2 separate regions of the Gossypium hirsutum genome follow, and region 1 is linked to region 2. Evidence: chromatin contacts called from public Hi-C data. All regions are on one chromosome and are shown on one strand. Each heading gives the region's core, a stretch centred on a gene start, on an enhancer-like site or on the middle of the called end of the contact. The rest is flanking DNA. Distances are from core to core; before and after follow the strand shown. Region 1 holds the start of LOC107901383 (GATA transcription factor 18). Region 2 holds the start of LOC107901361 (sugar transporter ERD6-like 6).

Region 1 (6,283 bases), core at 1,605-4,104, 210 kb before region 2:
ATATATAAAGGCTGACGTTTTTCACGCTTTACATTGCTAAAAACCAATAGGACAATAGGTAAGGTAGAAGGTGCAATATAAACAACTTAAAACCGCAAAGCTTTCTGCCATCAGATCATCAACCTTTTTTCCTTCGCCAGAAGGAATAAAGATGCAGCAGACAAGATATTGGAAAAGACCAGTCAACAAATTATATTCAATATATAGGATCTTTATAGGGTACAACTGAATGGAATTTACTGCCACAAAAAGAAAAAAACTTACTGTTGATTCAACGTTATGATTCAATATTTTAGTATCATAAAAGAAAATGGCGGATGAAAAAAAAGAAAAAAAGAGTGTCCATATCGTAAGCTTAAAGCATTTAAAATATAAATGTTTGGGTTTGGAAATTTGTGTTTTGTTGCAGGGAAAAAAGGGTTATAGATAGAGATTCAAAGTATTTAAAGAAGGGAAAAATAAAAAAAGGAAGGGTTTACGTAAAGGACATGCATACAAATGACAGTCAAGGAAGACTAGATCCAGTCCAATGATACCTAACCCTTCTAAGGCATTCATCCATTTCTTTTTCTAACCATCTTTTTTTTTTACTTAATTATTTTGGGTTTGGTTTTAGGATTTATATTTGATGTAACCATGTATAAGTTGGTATATCTAAATAAATGAAATTCAGATAAGCACAAGTGCAAGGAGTTTAATCCTTGGGATAAACTCGTAAAACCAAAGAAAGAAAAGAAAAAGGTGCTAAATTTGAACGTAAGGTTTAGGAAGATAGTGATTAGACTTCCTTGGAGGCGACAATTAGAGGTTACAGTGACCCTTAGATTAGATGCCCATTGATACTGACAACAACTTATCTTTCATAGGACGGCTTACTATATTTGTTTTTCAAACAAGCACTCCTTTTTCTAAATGTTGGTCCGTTGGGTCGTCGGATCCTTTGTTTTTTTCTTCTTCTTCTTCTTCAAACAAACACTCCTTTTCTCAACTTACCTTTTTCTTTTCCCATCCTTCATTAAAAAAAAAAAAACTCAATCTCCCAAGAAACATTCCAGTTGTATTCTCGTTGCTTTTGAGGAATGTTAAATTAATGCGGTCTCTCATTATTTAAAAGCCTGTTGCAAGGGTCTTTCCTTGTTTATCACATTTTTGCATGCCATGCATGGCATGCAAAACCCAACCCAACCCAACTCTACAATTTTTTACATTTTTAAAAATAAAATAAAACAAAATCTACACCCTCACGATACCCTCGTGGCACCTTGAGAATTGAAAAAAACCCTGAGACGATCTGCTTTGATTTCCCTTGGAAAAACCATAAAAACTATCCTAAGCCCTAAAATTAGTGGACCCCACCCCAACGAGTCACATAGCATCATGATTAAATTCGGGAGCATGAAAAAAATAAAAACGCCATCCAAAACATTAAATCATCTTCGATGGGTTTCGTGGGTTTGAGATGATTAAGCAAATCCCAGAGTTTCCCATTAAAAAAAATCTCCTCGAATTTTATGGGCATTTGAGCTCCTCCCCCACTCTCCTCTCCTCGGCGTGTTCTCCACGCTCGCATCGATCATTTGTGGGTCGCGTGGCGGAAAATGATGATTGGAAATGGCGACACTATCTCGGGCTACTCACAGGGTTTTTTTTGTGTGTGTTTTCGTGGTTTACAAAGCGGTGAGAAGAGCATCTTTTGGAAAGCGGTGGCCGTCCCGTTTGTCGAACTAAGTAAGGCCCCTCACCAATCTCTAGACGATCTGATTCTTTTTTTTTTCCTCTCCTTCTCTCTCTCTTCATATCTTTTTGAATCTTTCCATCATATTCTTCATGAGATCAATTGAATATTATTTTGGGTTTTTTATTTTGGTTTGGGGTTTAGCCATGATGATGTGGGGTCATTTCTGAGTGTTCCCTTTTTTTTTTTTGTTTCTTAATTTCTCAAAATTTTTGACCTTTTTCTTTTTGTGATTTCCCATCTTTGACTCAAACATCTTTCTTTTCTTTCTCTCTTGGTAAGCTAAGTAGAAACAGAGATGTTTGTTGCTTTGATGATTGCAGAGTATCTCATTTTGATACCTTTATTTTAAATTTAATTTTTTTCATTTCATTTCCCCTTTAGCCTTGTTTCCAGTGTTGGGGATTTTACTATTTGCTAAGACAAAATACTAGAAACCAAAAGGCTTTTTCGGGGTGGTGGTGATGGGTTTTAGATACGGAACATGAAGAGATGATTATCATGACGATATTGGCTTTGGTTTTTTGAGAGAGGTTCACGTGATTCCAGGGTACGGTTTGGTTCTTATCATAGTAACCTTGAAAACTTGATTATCTTTTTCTTTTTGAAGGGACGAATGGATTGGACTTGCCTATGACTATAACAACTAACGGAGACGCCGTTGTTATAATAGCAGTGTTCATAGCTCCGCTGAATACACTTATAAATAAATTTATCAACTTAATTTATCCTTCCCCCACTGCCAAAACCAGTGCGTGACAATCACTAACTCCTTCCTGTATACCTGATCATTGAAGACATAGTTAAAGTTAAAACCTTTCAGATATCACAAACCAACAAAAATTTTAAATAAACAAGTATTACTAAGTGATCAATGGTTATGGGAAATTACAAAATATGTCTTTATTCTCTATCCAACTTGGAAAACAACAATTTTAAACTTCAGACACTAATTTTTCTTTCAAACTATAATCAAAACGATGGTGTTTTTATTACACTGAGAGCACGAGGGAAAGGTATAAAATCCTGGGAATGAATAATACCCTTCGGCAGTGGGGACTGGAGCGTGGGAAAAACGCCGCAGAGAGAAGGGGCGTGGGGGGGCGGGGAGGGGTGGAAATGTTCCATTTTCCTTGGGAGGCTGGCAATGACAGAGGAGAGGGGGCAGAGATACGGATACGGACAGAGGTTTTGATGTATTGGGTTTTAGAGTAATAGGGCCTCGTGATCGGAGAAGGCAGATCCATGGAAGACTGTTCCCGCTAGTCACGTGGCCCTCTTTTGACTACCCAATGACCAACCCATTGCTTTGCTTTGTTACGAGCGCCCCCCCCTCCCCCACCTCCCTTTTCCCCTTCAGTTTTGGAGTATAAATTCCATTGCCCACAACACCACCTAGTCCTCAACTTGCAAATAGTAGAGCCTTATTAGTTATTTCTCTATACTATCCCCTCCACCCTGACCCAGACTCTGACTGGCCGACTTATTTTTCTTTTTTCTCTTTACTTAATATTTAAGAGTACAAGTATACTAGTAGTATTTTAACTATATTTATGCATAGTTTATTGTGTTTTTTTTTGGGGAGGTTTTCTAAAAGTTTATTTCTCTATCTGTAACATGCAACCTGGGACCCTCTCTGTCTGTATCTTTATGTCTCTCTTGCTATACAAGCATGTACATCTCTCCATTTGCATTTGACGACAACGTGGACTACAGGTGCTGACTGGTATTTCGCCATTTTATTAGCTTATAAAGCTACCAGACAACAACTCTTCTCAGTCCCCCCCTCTCTCTCTCTTTTCTCTCAACTTCTTATTCAAACACTATATTATTGCACTTGGCTCTCAGTTTTACTATTTGGCTCGTACTATCCTGCCATTGCCCTTTAACTATACACTCCCACCATCAAATTCTTTCTATTTTCAATTACATTAGCTTGTTCTTTTTCCATTCATCTTCAATCCCTTTGTTTCTTCGTTTTTCATTTTGTTCTCACTGATCAGTTGGCGATTGTTGGTTGGTTTTTTGATCATTCTGAATCTACCCCCATTCGATCTTCGTGGTCATCCCATAGTGCTGAAATTGAGGTGACAGTGGGTATAGTTAGGCCTTTGACACATATTCATAGAGAAACCGATTGCGAAAACAATGCACAGGTGCAGTAGCTCTCAGGGAAACATGGTGGGTCCATGTTCATGTGGCCTGTATCAAAGCCAAAGCAACTCCTCGTGGCTATTTTCCATGCCGAACCACCGATCTTGCGATGAAACCAACATGTACCCTTTCATGCCCTCTTCATCTTCTTCCGTTGATTGCACTCTCTCTTTGGGAACTCCATCCACTCGTCTTTGTGAAGACGACGACAAGCATATCCGCCATGAACGTAGTAACCCTTGCATTTCCAACTATTGCTGGGACATGTTGCAGAACAAGAGCGCACCTTATTCACACCAAACCACCAAAGCTAGCCGTGGAAGCAATGGAAATAGCAGTAACGGCTCAGGCAACGATCCTCTCTTAGCTCGCCGCTGCGCCAACTGCGACACTACTTCAACCCCACTTTGGAGGAACGGGCCGAGGGGTCCAAAGGTATACCAAAATTTCCAAATCCGAATCTCTCCATTGTTTCTTCGGGATAAAAAAACAAACAACCTTATATCCTTGTTTTTGTTAATTGCAGTCACTTTGCAATGCCTGCGGGATTCGATTCAAAAAAGAAGAAAGAAGAGCTACAGCAGCAAATGCAAACAACTCATCGAGTGCAACAGCTTCAATGCTGGAACAGCAACACCATGGCTATCAGTATCACCACAACAATTCATGGGTTCATCAGAACCAAAAAATGCCATGTTTTTCCCCTCTTAATGAATTCAGGTTCATTGACGATACTGATCGAGATTCTGATACTGGAATCCCCTACCTTTCTTGGAGACTCAACGTCACAGACAGGCCAACAAGCCTTGTCCATGACTTTACAAGATAAAAAAAAATCAAAGAATAAAGAAGAAAAAAGAAAAGGAAAAGAAACCCTGGTTCCCATTGACGGTCAAGATCATGCACCAATGACTGAAACGTATCACGATGATGGTGACGCTTACATGGTCTTCGTTTCGTTTAGTCAAAAATTCTTTTTTTATTTATTTATTTAAATTTTGCTTTTCTTTGTTTGTCTCCTTTGTCTGTCTTCAATAGATGGTGTAAGAACGGGATCATCCTATGTTCTTAGTTGCTTTTGATTTTGATATTTTTTTTCATGTTCTTTAACTTTTCCTTTCACCTTCAGTTTTATATTAGTAAAACATTTCTGTTTTAGAGTTACAACTTTCTTCACATATCATCCCCTTGTTGACCTCCCCCAGTTTCTTGGTCTTCATCATCCCACTAGGTGAAACATTTTTATCAGATATATGATGAGTTCAGCACCTTTAGATTTAATTACTGATATTTCTTTCCTTCCCTGATGTAATAATGTAAGGATATAGGAAGTACGTGTTTTGCCTACATAATGCAGCATTGGTACCTTTTCTTTTTTAATGTTTATGAAACTGGAGTTTGCTTTACCTGTTGAGACTCTGGACTCTGAACCTGCCTCAGTTTTCTTTTTTTCATTTCTCTCAATTTCACAACTCCTAGACAACTTAAGATGAAAGAGAATATTTTTTTTTTATGCCTTGGGGACTCAGTAGTAAATTAAGTAACTATTCATGATTTAATCTTTATCAATTCAATTAAGAGCGAAAAATCTAATGGTCCAAATACTTGGAAAATTAACAATTTGTGGTTGTCCTTGAGGTTCAGGCACATAGCAGAGCAGTAATTTGTCGCATTAGGCTTTTTGGGCAAATCGACAATGTCTGAAACGCACACACATACTTGAATATTGACCGTCAAATTGGCCTCACCTCTGCAAAATGCAAACCCTATTTTTGCTTTACGTTAGATTTATTTCTGCGTAGTTTATTCTGAAATCCAAGTAGATTGGTTTTTCATTTAAAAAGGAAAAGATGAAGAAGATATTTTTCACAAGGTTATAAATATTGAAATTTGGAATTATGAATAATATAATATAATATAAGATGGTTGGTGCATGTGGAGGGGGGAAGTCTAATTACCAAAAAGAATGTTTGTTAAGGATAAGTAAAAAGGAGAAGTCAAATTAGAAAAATAGGCCGAATATGGAATTGATGGTCACATGTAAAGTGGTTGTGTTCAACCTTGAATGGGGCAAGCAAACCCCACATTTCAAAATTTTTAGACAGAACTTGTCTTCTATGCCCACACATCATCTTGGATCTTTAAGGTTCAACATCTGTCTTATTTATTTATTTATTTTATTATATCTATTCTGCGATCTATAATTATATATGTTCACCAAATATTTCTTTTAAAAATTGAATTATTACATAAGTCCCTATACTTTTTTTTTCTTATTTATTTGATTGGTACCCTAATAAGCTTTTATTTTCAAGTGAAAGGTTAACAACCTGTTTAGGCTAGGTATAAGTGAAAAGATTAACTTTGTTTTTAGGGGGAAGACTAAAATAAAAT
Region 2 (6,221 bases), core at 1,591-4,090:
CTTAGTTGCTGAAGCACCAGTAACCCAATCCCTATCTGCAACATACCAATTAACACTAACCGGGGGGGGGGTTCAATCAACGTTAAGGGCAAGGGGGGAAAAACTATAAGTGAAATAAGAAAAAAGAATATACCGTCAAGGGATACCAATATCTTTTTCGCTTGAGATCTGCAAATCGAATTGTTGTTCTCCTGCTTGATGATGCTACAGCTCTCTGCAGAGGTGCCAATTAGAGCTTAACTTTTAAGAGTAGAACAGGGAAAAAATGCCAATAAGAAAAAACCTTATGCTAATCAACTAAAGCTTTTGCATAAGAACTTAGGTTTGCAGTACAATCCAGAAAGCATGAGCCTTGGCTAAAGTGAAAAAGACATATTGAAGTGATTCAGTTCAATACCTTGATTTCATTAACTTCAACAGAAATATCTGTATCAAAGCCCCGCAAAACTTGCAGAGAGGCTTCAAAATCTTCCATCATTCCCATTTTTGCCTGGATGCAACCCATTCAGAAGACATAGACAAAATACTAAATAGAAAAGAAAAGAGGAAAAAGTAAGAAGTTTTAAAAGGTCCACTCAAATGATGGCAGGTACTTGTTTCTTACCAGCCATCTAGGAGATTCTGGTATGAAGAATAGGCCAGGTATCAATATTGTACAAGGTAATACTCCTACAAAGAAGAAACATAGCAGCTTGTTAATGATAACTGTGCATTTAATAACAAAATTTATTGATTATTGATACACAATGGCCATAGTTAAGATTCAACAGAACCATGGTGATCTAATGCATATGCAAATGATGCCATAACTTCATTGTCATGGGAAAAAGTAGTCTCTTTAGAGCCTAATAGCCATCTATCTCTATTAAATTTAAAAAAGCTTTAATTCCCTTTAGAGGAAAGATATTTCCACAAGCACTACTTATTTTCTACAGAGAGGGGGGGCGGGAGAGAGAGAACACAGTGAACTTCAATTACACGCAAGGGTTCAAGTCTTCACATGCATGCGGCCATGCACAATACGAAATCTTCAAAGAAATTTGAATTTGTTCGAATAAAAAAAATAATACACTGTTTCTTCAACAGCATTAAGTGCTTCTCTTTCTGGAAAGAAGGGCTAGGTGAGCAAAGTTTAATCCGCTTACCCAAAACTGCAAGTACTCTCCAATTTGTAAAGAGTCCCAACAGGTACGCCAGCATTATTCCAATAGTAACCGATAGCTATCCAATAAAGATGTTCACTTGATTAATCAGTAGACAGAAGCAAATAAGGGATACTGAAATGGATACTAGTGTACAACAAACCTGGTTCACTGATCCAAGGCTTCCTCTCATGTTTTGGGGTGCTATCTCAGCTATATACACAGGCACCTTGACATAATTTTTTTTAAAAAAAAAATCTTGGAACTATTCTATTTTAAGTATTACTTGTAAAAGGAAAAAAAATCCAAGAAACGTAAAAAAAACAGCTGAAAGCTTTCAAGGTACCGTATAAGAAATAATACCAACACCGAACCCTTCTAACAACCTTCCCATAAATAAAAACGAAGAATCCTACAAATGCCCAATGCGTACGAAGTTAGCAACATGCTTTGCAAAGGAAACACGATTACAAGTACAAAAAATTACTAAAAGTCACTCACTTTGGCAAATGATATGGCCAGCCATCCTATTATGTTTGGAATCGCAGCAATCATCAACGACTGCAGATTTTAACACCACAAACAGCATTAAATTGTTGAGTGAAAAAAGAAAGATCAAAGGATTCGTATTTGATGCAATATCAGCGCAATTACATATATAAATTTGGAAGATTAATGGATTAAATTTATAATTTCTCAGCTCCAAGGTTAAAGAATACATTAATCAAAGGGTAAATCATATTACGAAGTAAAGAAGTTACCCCTTTTCGGCCAATATATTCAGCAATCTGACCACTGGTTATTGCCCCAACCATTGCGCCCACATTTGACAACGAACCAAAAATAGAAAACTGGCCCCCAAAAAAAAGAAAAAAAAAGGGGGGCGGATTTAATGAAAAGAACAACAGAATAAAATCAATTCAAATTAAAAAAAAAAGGAATTTGGGTGACTCAAAAATCAATACCTCTGAAATCGAAAGCTTAAGATCACTGATAATTTCAGCTTGAGTAGGAGAAGAATATCCACACTATATATTCAAATTTTTTTTAAAAAATACAGTTAAAAATGAAACTGTAAAAGCGAAAAAGACCAATAATGAGAGTGAGAAGAGGGGTGTAGAATTATTATACGGTAAAGCCAAATTGGATAGGACCCAAGGCAACGATGAGGACACAAAGAACGACGGAGATAGATCCATCACGAAGGACTTGAGCGGAAGAACTCATAATACTGGACTGCCTCGAACTCATCCGATACCAACTTCCAGTATGTAAGAAGGGCTTCTTGAGATCCCGACTTTCATCATTGTCGTCCCGGAAACTCATCGCCAATTCGCTCTAAATTAAACAACGGAGAAGAAAAAGGATCAAAATTTCCAGGAGAAAAAAAAAACTTAAAAAGCTTTAGAGCAGAAATGAAAATAATGAAGATTAGCATGATGACGAGATGATGAGTGTCGAGTTGTTTAATATTCAACATTTTGTGGGAGAAAAACGGCACGTGGGATGACGTAGTTTGTTGGTCGGGGGCTTATCCATTCGTTTGGTTGAGGATTGTCGTTTTGGGCAACAACCCATGATTTTCGCATACATCGGCCTGATGTTTAGTTTTCTTGTATGGATTCAAACTGTTGCCCAACCCCATAGCAATCGGAGCTACTTTGTAGGAATTTGGATCAATTAGCCCTTTTTTACGTGCTCTCGTCTATTAAAAAAACTGAATGTCCCCTTTTAAGTCTAGAGACAATGACCATATTTTACTTGCAAATTTTATTAAAATCCAATTAATTTGATTAACTTAATTTAGGTTTGGTTAAGAAATTCAATTAAAATAACATTTCAAGTAGTAAAGGTAAATAGTCTGCTCTCGGTAGCACGTCCTTGTCTGCTCTCGGTAGCATCTTTGATTTTACTTTGTCTTTTGGTATTCTAGTGTTTGTTTTTTTGAAGTTTTGTTTCGTCTTTTTTATGTTTTCTTTACGTTAGTTCTGGTAAGAAGACAAGATGGAGAAGGAGATGGAAGGCTTAAATCTTGAAGATGAAGAAGATGTTGGAATTTCATTGCCAATAGATCGGGAGGCACAAAATTTGACTTACGAGTTTTGTTTGGTTGGTTGTTTTTTAACGAGTACTGCTCATTTTTCGGCTATGAAAAATACTATGGCAAATATTTTGCATCCATTAAGGGGAGTACTAATCTCAGATTTGGAAGAAAAAAAGTTTTTTTCTCAAGTTTTTCCATGAAATGGATATCAAGCGTATAATGGAAGGGGGCCATGGACTTTCAATAACCACATGTTGATTCATCATTGTTTAGAGAACAATGAAGATCCGATGCAAGTTCCTCTGGTATTTTCACCTTTATGGGTTCAAGTTCATGATATTCCCCTCAATTTCTTTTCGAAAAGTATGGCAAAACAATTGGGGAATTTTTGTTGCACATTTTGTAGAGTACAATGCTAAACCTCTAAGTAAAGGATTCATGAGTTTCTAGCGTTTTAGAGTAGAGGTCGATATCAAGAAGCCACTGAAAAGAAGAAATAAGATCATGTTATCTTCATCAAATTCAACTTATGTCTCCTTTTAATATGAGAGGCTGACTTTATTTTGTTTTCTCTGCGGGCGATTACGACATAATGATAAATTTTGCCCTATCCAATTAGTAAAAGGGGATGAGGTTTTGGAGTCGAGATGGAACTCAAATCTAAAAACGCAATCTAGAAGAGCTATGGTTGAGAATAATGTCTGGCTTTGGGAGGTAGAGGATGACGAATTTTGGGAAAAAAATCTGACAACCATGATTTGGGGAGAAATCAACGGGAGGGTGTTAGGAGAGATTTAAGGAAGAAGATAAATCCAATCTTGGGATTTAATTGGGAGGAATTTCATTAAAAAAATGGAAATGAATTCTATGGGATCTTCTAGTGGTGTAGGACAATTTGAAATGGACCATGATCTTGAGGAAAGCCCTGTTGCACAATTGGACGAAAAGAAAAGGCCCAAGATAGTCTTTTTGGACTTTAGCATTTCGGGAATGGAAGACTCGCTAGGTACCACGAATGAACAAAATAATGTTTGTTCCTTTATGATATTGGTGGCGGCCTGGACGCCTGTCGACCGGGAACCATGAAAATGATAAGTTGGAATGTTCACAAATTGGGGAGTATGCAAGCGATTTGAAGATTTCAACACATGCTAAAGATCTACAATCACCAAATTATCTTTTTAATGGAGACTAAGATAAATAGTGCTCGAATGGAGAGGGTCTGAAAGCGATGTGGATTTTCTAATGGAATTATTATTTCAGTAAATGGAATGAGAGGTTGGCTTAGTTTAGATTGGAACGGAAATGATTTGGTCCAACTGCGAAGTTATTATCAGAATCACATTGATGCTAAAATTTTGATGAATGACAATGATAGTAAATGGAGATTAACCAGATTCTATGGTATCCCGGATGTGCACTTCAGAGGGGAATGATGGAATTTATTACGAAGTTTAAGTCGAAATCAAGACTTGCCATAGCTTGTATATAGAGATTTTAATAAAATTTTGTATTCTTTCGAGAAATCTGGTAGATTTCCAAGAGATAATAGACGGATGGAATGTTTTCGGAGAACGCTTGATGATTGACGACTAATAGATGCGGGGTATTCTAGACCTTGATTCACTTGGGAAAAAGGTAACCTTCTTGAAACTAATATTTGAGAACGACTTGATATAGGTAGCTAATGTTGAGTGGTTTGATATGTTCCCGGATTTCTTAATCAACCACTTACATCATTCTTTTCCTGATCACTATCCTCTTCTAATCAAAATTGATCAAGGGGGTCAACAGAAAAGCCGAAAAAATTTTAATTTTGAATCGTAATAGGTCTTAGAAGAATCTTATGAAGAGGAAGAAAGGCATATTTTGGAGTTGAATTCTAGTTTGGTTCTAGAGAAACTTGAAATGCTTTCAACTAGGCTAAAAAGATGGGGCAAAGGGTATAAAAAGCAAGCAAATCAAAATTTCTAAAGGCTTGCAAGACAAGTTGGGTCGGTTGCTGGAACTTTCTAAGGATGATGATACATTGGCTGAGATAATCGATATGAAAATCCATCTTAATATGGAGATTGAGAAGGAAGAAGCTTATTGGGAGCAAAGAGCCAAGACAAATTGGTTGAAAATGGAAGACAGAAACACTAAATTCTTTCACAGTTTTGCATCCCAAAGAAGACATTCAAATCGTATCCGGAAGCTGGTGGATGAAGCGGGTAATGTAGCCACGTCAGAAACCGAAGTGGAAGAATTTGCACGCAAATACTTTACTAATATTTTTGCATCAAAAGGAGTGGGAAATATGGAACACATTCTGTCAAGAGTGGATACTTGTATAATAGCATAAATGGATCAGATACTATTGGCTAATTATGCAGATGATGAAGTGGTTTCGACATTAAAATCAATGGGGTCCAACAAAAGCTACTTGTTCTGACGGATTCCCATTACTATTTTTCTAGAAATTTTAGAATATTGTTGGAAGAGATGTAAGCGACTTCTACCTGGGAGTTCTAAATAGAGGTACAAATATGGAACAGTTTAGTGGTACTAATTTTGTGCTTTTCCTAAAATTGATCAACCATTGAACATGAATAATTTTAGGCCTATAAGTTTTTGCACTATTCTATATAAAATTATTTATAAAACTGTCACGAATTAATTCAATCAAGTTTTATATTATTGCACTGACGAGGCCTAAAGTGCTTTTGTCCTAGGGCGTATGATAACTAATAATTTTTTTTTTTGCTTTTGAAGTCTTACACTCCTTTAAGCAAAAAAGAAGTGGGGGAAAAGACTCTTTCGCCTTGAAATTGATATGAACAAAGCCTACGATCGAGTTGAATGGGGTTTTTAACAACAAATGATGTTGAAGATGGGTTTTGATAGAGTTTGGGTGAATTTTATTATGAAGTGTATCAACTCGGTTTCGTACTTCATTATGATTAACGAAAAAGAAGGACAAAAATTATTCCCCACAAAAAGGCTAAGACAAGAGGAACCATTAAGCCCTTATCTATTTATGATTTGCAGTGAAG

What was found. Hi-C and Micro-C count contacts between places; a contact is called where the count stands out from the background.
Region 1: a Hi-C map of leaf shows a contact between it and region 2, with 3 times the contacts expected there. The contact joins the promoter of LOC107901383 here to the promoter of LOC107901361 in region 2. A contact is called at or near these places in 7 of 34 Hi-C or Micro-C datasets (anther, fibers, hypocotyl and 2 more).

Annotation. Positions count from the first base shown.
Region 1 is chrA11:27,006,156-27,012,438 of Gossypium_hirsutum_v2.1, reverse strand. It overlaps LOC107901383 (GATA transcription factor 18), which reads left to right and starts at 2,854. Exons shown (of 2, transcript XM_016827377.2): 1 at 2,854-4,324; 2 at 4,416-5,170. The coding sequence starts at 3,884. The coding sequence ends at 4,718.
Region 2 is chrA11:26,794,931-26,801,151 of Gossypium_hirsutum_v2.1, reverse strand. It overlaps LOC107901361 (sugar transporter ERD6-like 6), which reads right to left and starts at 2,840. Exons shown (of 17, transcript XM_041081748.1): 1 at 2,274-2,840; 2 at 2,108-2,170; 3 at 1,904-1,993; 4 at 1,644-1,703; 5 at 1,489-1,554; 6 at 1,306-1,371; 7 at 1,146-1,221; 8 at 605-669; 9 at 398-490; 10 at 134-214; 11 at 1-35. The coding sequence starts at 2,468.